Linked DNA regions of Mus musculus: region 1 is linked to region 2. Evidence: chromatin contacts called from public Hi-C data. All regions are on one chromosome and are shown on one strand. Each heading gives the region's core, a stretch centred on a gene start, on an enhancer-like site or on the middle of the called end of the contact. The rest is flanking DNA. Distances are from core to core; before and after follow the strand shown. Region 1 has its middle 5.7 kb from the start of Gm46521. Region 2 has its middle 3.6 kb from the start of Snord83b.

Evidence for each region. A called contact is a pair of places that touch in the nucleus more often than the background predicts.
Region 1: a contact with region 2 is called in a Hi-C map of the G1E-ER4 cell line, with 4 times the contacts expected there. The contact joins two enhancer-like sites. A contact is called at or near these places in 2 of 39 promoter capture datasets (the 3T3-L1 cell line and 3T3-L1-derived adipocytes), 3 of 15 datasets of contacts at CTCF or cohesin (CD8 T cells and embryonic stem cells), 79 of 484 Hi-C or Micro-C datasets (the AML12 cell line, the Ba/F3 cell line, the C2C12 cell line and 54 more), 31 of 115 datasets of contacts at active chromatin or transcription factors (the 230-238 cell line, CD8 T cells, the HPC-7 cell line and 20 more) and 3 of 9 other capture datasets (adipose tissue, liver and pancreatic islet).

What each region holds. Positions count from the first base shown.
Region 1 is chr15:80,217,956-80,221,895 of GRCm38.p6, forward strand. No RefSeq gene overlaps it. Among named protein-coding and RNA genes, the nearest start is that of Gm46521, 5.7 kb to the right of the region's middle. Within about 2 kb of position 1,481, at least 161 of the 459 cell types and tissues checked have an H3K27ac peak or open chromatin away from gene starts, as enhancers often do. A contact at or near this core is called in the G1E-ER4 cell line, the STO cell line, adipose tissue and 3 more, where this site is marked.
Region 2 is chr15:80,072,912-80,077,083 of GRCm38.p6, forward strand. No RefSeq gene overlaps it. Among named protein-coding and RNA genes, the nearest start is that of Snord83b, 3.6 kb to the right of the region's middle. Within about 2 kb of position 1,985, at least 56 of the 459 cell types and tissues checked have an H3K27ac peak or open chromatin away from gene starts, as enhancers often do. A contact at or near this core is called in the G1E-ER4 cell line, the STO cell line, adipose tissue and 3 more, where this site is marked.

The sequences.
Region 1 (3,940 bases), core at 231-2,730, 140 kb after region 2:
GAGTTTGCTGGCCAGGCAGTCGAGCTAATGGGTGAACTCCAGCTTCAGTGAGACACCCTGTCTCAAATATGAATAAATAAATAAGGTGGAGGGCTGGAGAGATGGCTCAGTAGTTAAGAGCACTGACTGCTCTTCCAGAGGTCCTGAGTTCAATTCCCAGCAACCACGTGGCTAACAACCGTCTGTAATGGGATCTGATGCCTTTTCTGGTGTGTCTGAAGACAGCGACAGTGTACTCATATACATAAAAAAAATTAAAAACAAGGTAGAGAAGTGACTAAAGATGACACTGGACATGGACCTTAGCCTCTACATGCACATGTGAACCAGTGCACATCTGCTTGTGTGCACATCTGTGCAGGCACACAGTCTTGTGCTTGAGCTGGGCACGGTGGTGTGCTTCCATAATCTCAGCATTTGAGAGATAGAGGTAGGAACACTGTTATAAGTTTGAGGCCATCCTGGTCTACATACAGAGTTCCAGGTTAGCCAAGATTTTGTTACTTACTAGATCTTTCTCAAAGTAAAGCTAGTGGGCCTGGAGAGACTGCTCAGAGCTTAACAAGGGTTGCTTTCTAAGGGGACATGAGTTTGATATCCAGCACCCACAAGTTACCACAGCCATGTGTAACTCCAGTTTCAGGGGACCTAGAGCTCTCTTCTGGTCTCTGTGGGCACCAGTACAAGTTTGCAGTGTCCTTACTTAGACACAGACAAAATACTCATAAGATTAAGAAAGACAAATCTTGGCTAGGTGATGGTGATGTGTGCCTTTAATCCCAGCTCTCAGGAGTCAGAGGCAGGAGCATCTCTTGGGACCTGAGTTTGAAGCCAACCTGGTCTACAGAGAGTTCCAGGATAGCAAGTACTACAGGAGAAACCCTGTTTTGAAAAATCAATACAAATGAAAATCTTTAAAAATTTTCTGAGCCAGGCATGGTGATGCACACCTTTAATCCCAGCACCTGAGAGGCAGAGGCAGGTGGATTTCTGAGTTTGAGGCCAGCCTGCTTGTCAGAGTTTCAGGACAGCTAGGACTACACGGAGAAACCTTGTCTTGAAAAACCAAAACCCCCAAACAAAATAAACTCTTGGGCTTGGATCTTGTTGGCTTCCGTTAGGTCTGTTGACCATCCTGAGCAGATCTGGATGACTTGGGTGGAATCTCAGATCAGTTTAGACGCTTAGGAAAGTCAGAGTTGAGCCTTTACTAGTCAAGGAAGAGAACAGATAGTTTTCTGAAAGAAATGAGGACAAGATGTCACCCTTGGCACCTCAGCTGTCTATGTCCGGTCTCCTCAGCACCTAGCAGCCCTCCCTTGCTCACGTCCGGCTCCTGGATGCTCATCTGTCAGATGGGGTGTGTGTATTACAGGTCTCCAGCTGCGGTGGGCAGTTGTGTGTGCGCGCGCGCATGCGCCTGGCAGCAGAGTCTGAGCTTGGTGGAGGTTTAAAAATCCCCTGTGCCCCTCCCCCTCCTTCGATGTGGTATACGTGACACACGGGTCATGCATTTCCTCCCTGGGCTTCTTCCCTTCGCCCCTGTGACTCATCTGTTTTTCTTTGCCTCTTCCCGCTTCTTCATTGTCCTGCTGACCTTCTTATCTTCCTAGAAATCTGTCTGCTCTGCCTGTGGATCTCAATCCCCAACAAAGTAGGGCTGGTTGCACCTCTCCAGGGAGCCCTCCCTACTCAGCGCCCAGCTCCCTGGTCAGCTGCCTGTTGCAAGGGTCCCAAGGCATCGAGGTCTCCTGAGACTCGGCAGGGCCAGTGTGGAACTCAGCTTCCATCTGAGATTACTTCCCTGTCCTCTCCATCCTGGTCTTGACCACTCATTTATCCAGTGCCATCAGCTGGATATGGGGAGGTATCCTGAGGTACACACACACACAAACAGTAGCTACTCTTTTGGAATGTTTTGGAATGGCTTTTATGTGCCTGGGACAGATATGACTCAACAACCCAGGAGTATGAGGCCAGCTTGGACTGCATGTGACCCAGTCTAAAACAAAAACAAAACAAAACCCCAAAAATAACCAAACAAAAAACCTACAAAGAAAAAAGAAACACTCAGATACGGTATTACACACCTTTAATCCCAGCACTCAGGAGGCAGAGAGAAAAGCAGTCAGATCTCTGTGAATTCAAGGCCAGTTTAGCCTACACATTGAGTTCCGAGACAACCAGGGGTAAATACTAAGACAACACCAATACCAACAGTACACCTCCCTATCCCCACCCCCACACTCACACACACACACACACACACACACACACACACACATTCACACACACTCACATCTACACCACCATGCTTGGCACACATTATTTAATTTTTGAAACTTTTTGTCTGTCTATTGAGACAGGTTTCTCTTTAGACCAGGCTGGCCTCAAACTTACAGATCTACCTGCCTTTGCCTCCTGAGTCCTGAGATCACTAAAGATGTGCACCACTCCAGCCCAGTAGCCAAAAATCACATTTAAATCAAATTTACATAAGTTATGCAGAGTTCCCTCTTTTAACTGGGGAAAGCAGAAGAAGTGGGGCAGGGCTCAAAGCTCACTGGTGGGGGTGGGGAGAGGACCCAGTAGAGAAAGTACTTGTTGTACAAGCACGAAGACCAGAGTTCAAATCCCCAGTATTCATGTAAATGCCAGGCAGGTGTGGTGGTCAACCTGTAAGCCTCAGGAAGTGGAGACAGGAATTCCCCGAAGCAAGTGAGCTAGACTAGGTAAATCAGAAAGCTCTGGGGTCCGGTGGGAAACCTGCCTCAAGAAATATGGTTTGAAAGACCCTGCATCAACCTTTAATCTCTCTCTCTGTCTCTCTCTTTTTTTTTTTTTTTTTTTTTGAGACAGGGTTTCTTTGTGTAGCCCTGGCTGTCCTGAAACTCACTTTGTAGACCAGGCTGGCCTTGAACTCAGAAATCCACCTATCCTCTGCTGGGATTAAAGGCTTGTGCCACCACTCCCCAGCTAACCTCTAATCTGCATATGCACACACACCATATGCATACATATGAAAAAAACAAAAAACAAAAAAACCCTGCCAGTCTGCCCAGGTGACACCCCTTATCACCGGTACCCCTGGGGCTTTCTGTTCTTTTGAAACAAGTTTTTCTGTTGAATTTTCTCCTGGGCACCACCCAGGGCATTTCAAGTCATCTAAGGAGGCCATTCCATGGTAAGTTCCCGAGTGCCATCTTCATGGCCCAGAACTTTTGTGTCTTCATTTTACGCGTAATTCTGGCTCTCTAAGGCGCCACACAGTGGCAGGTTCTTCAGACTTCGCAAGGTTAATTGTCTCTGCTATGCCTTCCTGAACCACAGGCTAGGCTGAGGCTCTGGGCTTCCACGACGTCTCCAGTACTATATCTACATTGGCCTTTCTACTTGGCCTCTTTTCTGTGCCTGTCTCCTACACTTGAGGACAAACAGCTCCTGGTATACTTCAATAGCTGTCTGAGGAATGAATCCCCAAGCAAAGGAGGAGGGACTGTCTCCAGCCCAGTCCCGGGACAAATCCCCTAATACTCTTGTTTCCAGAATGTTCTAACCAGCCTTGAGGCTGAGGTTCTGTTACACAAAACCTACTTGGCACATCGATTAAGAACGCTGACTGCTCTTTCAAAGGTAATAAGTTCAACTCCCAGCAACCACATGGAGGCTCACAACCACCTGTAATGGGATCCAGTGCCCTCTTCTGGTGTGTCTGAAGACAGCTAGCTATGGTGTACTCGTATACATAAATTTTTTTTTTTTTTTTTTTTTTTGGTTTTTCGAGACAGGGTTTCTCTGTGTAGCCCTGGCTGTCCTGGAACTCACTTTGTAGACCAGGCTGGCCTCGAACTCAGAAATCCGCCTGCCTCTGCCTTCCAAGTGCTGGGATTAAAGGCGTGCGCCACCACGCCCGGCTTTTTTTTTTTTTTTTTTTTTAAGC
Region 2 (4,172 bases), core at 735-3,234:
ATGAATGAGACTGGGGTCCCCTTAGCACCTGCCTCCCCACATATGAAAAGTAAATGGGACAGCATGAGACATAAGCCAAGTGTGGCCTACCAGGCAGGGGTTTCCCCACCACTCAGCTCATCCTGGTTTGGAAGAGGGCCCTGTGTGGACTGAGATGTCGAGTCTGGATCTGGGCGGGGAGGTGGTGACTCCTAGTTCCCACCGCTGGCTTTCTGCCTGCTGTCTATTTTTATTATAGTTACTATTAAGGGTGTGTGTGTGTGTGGTAGGAGGGGGCATGCTACAATGCACAGATGGTGGTCAGAGGACAACTTGCAGTACTTGGTTCTCTGCTGGCTTGTGATAGAGGATCAGAAGTCCTAGGTCTTCCTCAGCTACATAAGGGGCTAGCTTGGGCTACATGACTATCTTAAGCAAACAAAACCCAGCAACAACAACACAACAACAACAACAAAAACCCTAACTCATCCAGGCTGATGAACTTAAACACACAGTAGGTACTTTATTTGACCATCTGTTTCTGAGTACCTACTATGTGCCTGCACAAATTGCTCTGAGACAGCCCAGCCTACAGGTGGAGGCCACACCGGACAGGACAAGCAGCAGGGACAAGCTGCAGAAGGCACTAAGGTAGCTTCAGGCTGCTGTGACCAGAGTACAGTGTCCAGGGAAGATGGAAAGGTGGTTCTGTGTCAGAGCTTCCTGACTGCACAGTACTCATTCCACTGAGTTTTATTTTGCCAAGTGGAGGGCCTAGGCTAGCCCTGCCTAAGACTGCTAAGTGCCGCCTCTAGTTTTGTGAATCAAATCAAAAGGTCTGGGTCATAGCTGGGCATGGTGGTATGTGCCTGGAGTTCCCTAGCACTTGGGAAGCTGATGCAGAAAGATCAGGATTCATGGCTAGACTGGGCTACATAGTGAGATCCAGGCCAGCCTGGGTAACCCCACCTGAAAATAGAAATCTTTGGGGTGCAAGACTGAGCATAGCTGTTCACTAGGCCTCATTGGGGGCATTAGCTTGGTTCTCACAGCCCTGCTTCTCCAGACCAGAAAAAAAGTCTTACAAGACTGTTCAGGCATCCAGCAAATATTCACAGACCTGGAATGGGGCTAAGGGGCATTCCATGAGCCCAACACATAGTAGGTGCTTCATAAATGTTGGCATAGGAAAAAATGTGAACCGCCGGGCGTGGTGGTACACGCCTTTAATTCCAGCACTTGGGAGGCAGAGGCAGGCGAATCTGAGTTCGAGGCCAGCCTGGTCTACAGAGTGAGTTCCAGGACAGCCACAGCTACACAGAGAAGCCCTGTCTTGAAAAAACAAAACAAAAAAACAAAAAACAAACAAACAAACAAGTGACCCATGGTAGGCCTTTCAGCCAGGAGGGCCTTGCCTTAGAGGAAAAGAGCAATAAAGCCCTTACAGGGAAGAGACCCTGGAAGCCTGGGTCTGACTTCCTGCTCTATGCCTTGGCTTCTAGAAACAAAGTCTTTTGCCAGCACTCAGTGTTTTTCTGAAACACTGTTTCAGAAAAACAAAACAGAACAGACAAAAAGAACAGCACATACCTAGCTGCACTGCTGTTTTCAATTGGATAGAGCTGCTGAGATTCCCCCAGTGCAAGACCCAAAGACTGAGGTCAGTGGCGAGCCGGAACCAGCAGCTCTCCAGCAGAAGGGCCCCGGGCCCAGACCTTCCATGGATGAACGGGTGACTGGCTTGGTTGTTTAACGCACCTTAGTGGTGCTGTTCTGGTATGGAGAAAGGTGGGTGGTGTCAGGGTCAAAGTGCATATACTGTGCACATGGGGACTGCTGTCCCTTTGCTTGGATTATCATCTGTGGAATGACAGGATAAACCTGCAGAAGCACAGGTCAGCCACTGTCACCTAGCACCCTGTGTCATGTCCCAGGCTGGGCGCTGGCCAGGCAACCCGCTGGAGGAGCCAAGTGGCAAGTGGATGGTGGCTGGAGGGATGGGGAAGTGGTTGCTTCGGCTATCTTTAGCACCTTCCCTCAGCCTTTGACTCTGCCAGGCTGAGTAGAACAGAGGGAATCAGGGCCACTTCTCCATAATCACATGAAACCAGTGACCTGGAGCCACTCGGGGACCCACTGTTGTATCTGACTCCTCACTGCCTGTCGTCAGGGATAAGCACTCCATCACCCCCATCTGTGAAGGAGGTATAGCCCATAGATGAACTTAGGGAAGGGAAAGGACAGGATTCAAGGGACTGCAGAAATACTGGGAACCACCCCTCTACCCCTCATGGAGCCTTAGTGGTCCTGCTTGTTTTAGACAGTGGACACAGTAGTCAGGTGCTTAGCTTAACCTCCTGAGGCAGCAACTGCCTTCAGCTTCCCTACTCCAAGGAATGAGCTTCTCTACCTCAGACTCCTATCGGCTGTAAGGATCACACATGCTCAGAAGCAAACCTTCCTCTGTGACTAGGGAATAGCAGGGGTAGGGACTGAAGCCCAGCCAGAGGTGTGAAACACTAGGGGCTCACCAGGCAGGCTGCCTCCCCTACCCAACCCCCAGGAGCCAGACCAGGTTTGACAGCTGCTTCTAGCATCGTGATCTTTATGATGCCTGGGCTCAGTCCCAGCAGTGCCCACCCCACAGCTGGTCAGTGGGTACCTTCTCCCGACCTCAGCTCTGCATCTGTATCACTGTGGGGTAGTAAGGAACCCATGTCAAGGAGTGGCCCTAAGGATTCTGAGTGTGAAGACCTCAGGCTAGACTGGAGAGAAGGAACTATGAGGCTCTTGGGAGTCGGCCAGCCGCTGGATCAAGGACCAGGCCCTTGTTAGAGGCTTCAGTAGAGGGAAGGGTGGTAGAGGGATCGCAAAACCAGACCAGACAAGTAGCTGCTTGCTGAGAACTGGCAGAATATGGGGTTTCCTGTACTAAGGAAGGAGGCAGCCTGGGGCCATGGCCACCCCAGCAAGACTGTCACCAGGATCCAGGTTATAGCACTGAGGCGAGCCCAGGTGGCAGGCCTAGCCAGGGCTGCCTGCCTCTTTGGGCAGTCGTGCCTTTTAAGGCAATTGCAACCCCACTAGTACTTCCCTGTGTTCCCACTTGCTCAGATTCTCAGCAGGTATTTTTTTTCCCCCAAGATTGGAACTCCTTTTGTCACCACGGGGTTCCAGTGAGGCCTGTCTGGGGGTTCTGGTGAGAAGAATATGCCACAGGCACCGGAGGCACACCCTCTGGGACTTACATGGGAAGGGTGGGGAGAGGCAATGACTCAGCCCAGTCCAGCAACTTGCAGAAATGCTGGGTCTCCCACCCTGGTACAGATGCTGTACTTCACAAAATTTGAGCTACTGTGTACCAAGCTCTGATCAAGGGAACCTGCAGTTGGCTTTTTCAGCTCTCCTCCCTCAGGAGCTGGGACCAGAGCCCAAGATATCTGTCCACAGAGCCTCTTCACTTGCTACTTCCTAAGAAAATGTCAGAGCTTCACCCTGTCTTTTGCTCAGGCCCCCATCACTGGACAGCCTGTTACTTGGACTTCTCTGCATTTATAACCTGCCTCCCCACACAAGTTCCTGAGATAAGCAGCTTCAGGACGGTCTTTCCAGTACTCCAGCAATGGCACTAGTGTACAGTGAGCACCAGACTCTGAAGACTAACCAGGCCTTGCCTGTATCTTAGGGCTGCCATCTTGGGCTAGGGCCAGCATTCAGACATCCTAACATCCACAAGGTGGCTCAACTTCATTTGTCTTCCTCTTCTGCCTCTGCATCCATGCAGGTGATTAAATGTAAACACACCAAGAACTATTCTGAGAGGCAGCAGGGTGTATATTTCCAGCACTTGAAGAGTCCCAGCTGGTATACAACCACCTGGGCTACATGTGGTCCTAACCTGGAGAATGTTGCTCTGGGGGTCTGATACTGGCCACACTAATGGGCAATCTTTCAATGCCTCCTTCAGACCTAAGAGGTCCCTAAAAGAGCCCAAGCCTGGGGTCAAGATATTGTGAGAATGCAACTGAGTGTTGCTGGGTTTTCACCATGTATGTGCTACACCCACCCCCTGGTGGCCCACGCCTGAAGTACAGCCTAAATTGCCAAACAGCATCAACAGCTAGCACTGATCCACCTCTGCAGACCTCCAAAGCCTCTTCCCATGTAGGGTTGCAGCACTATTATGAAAGGCC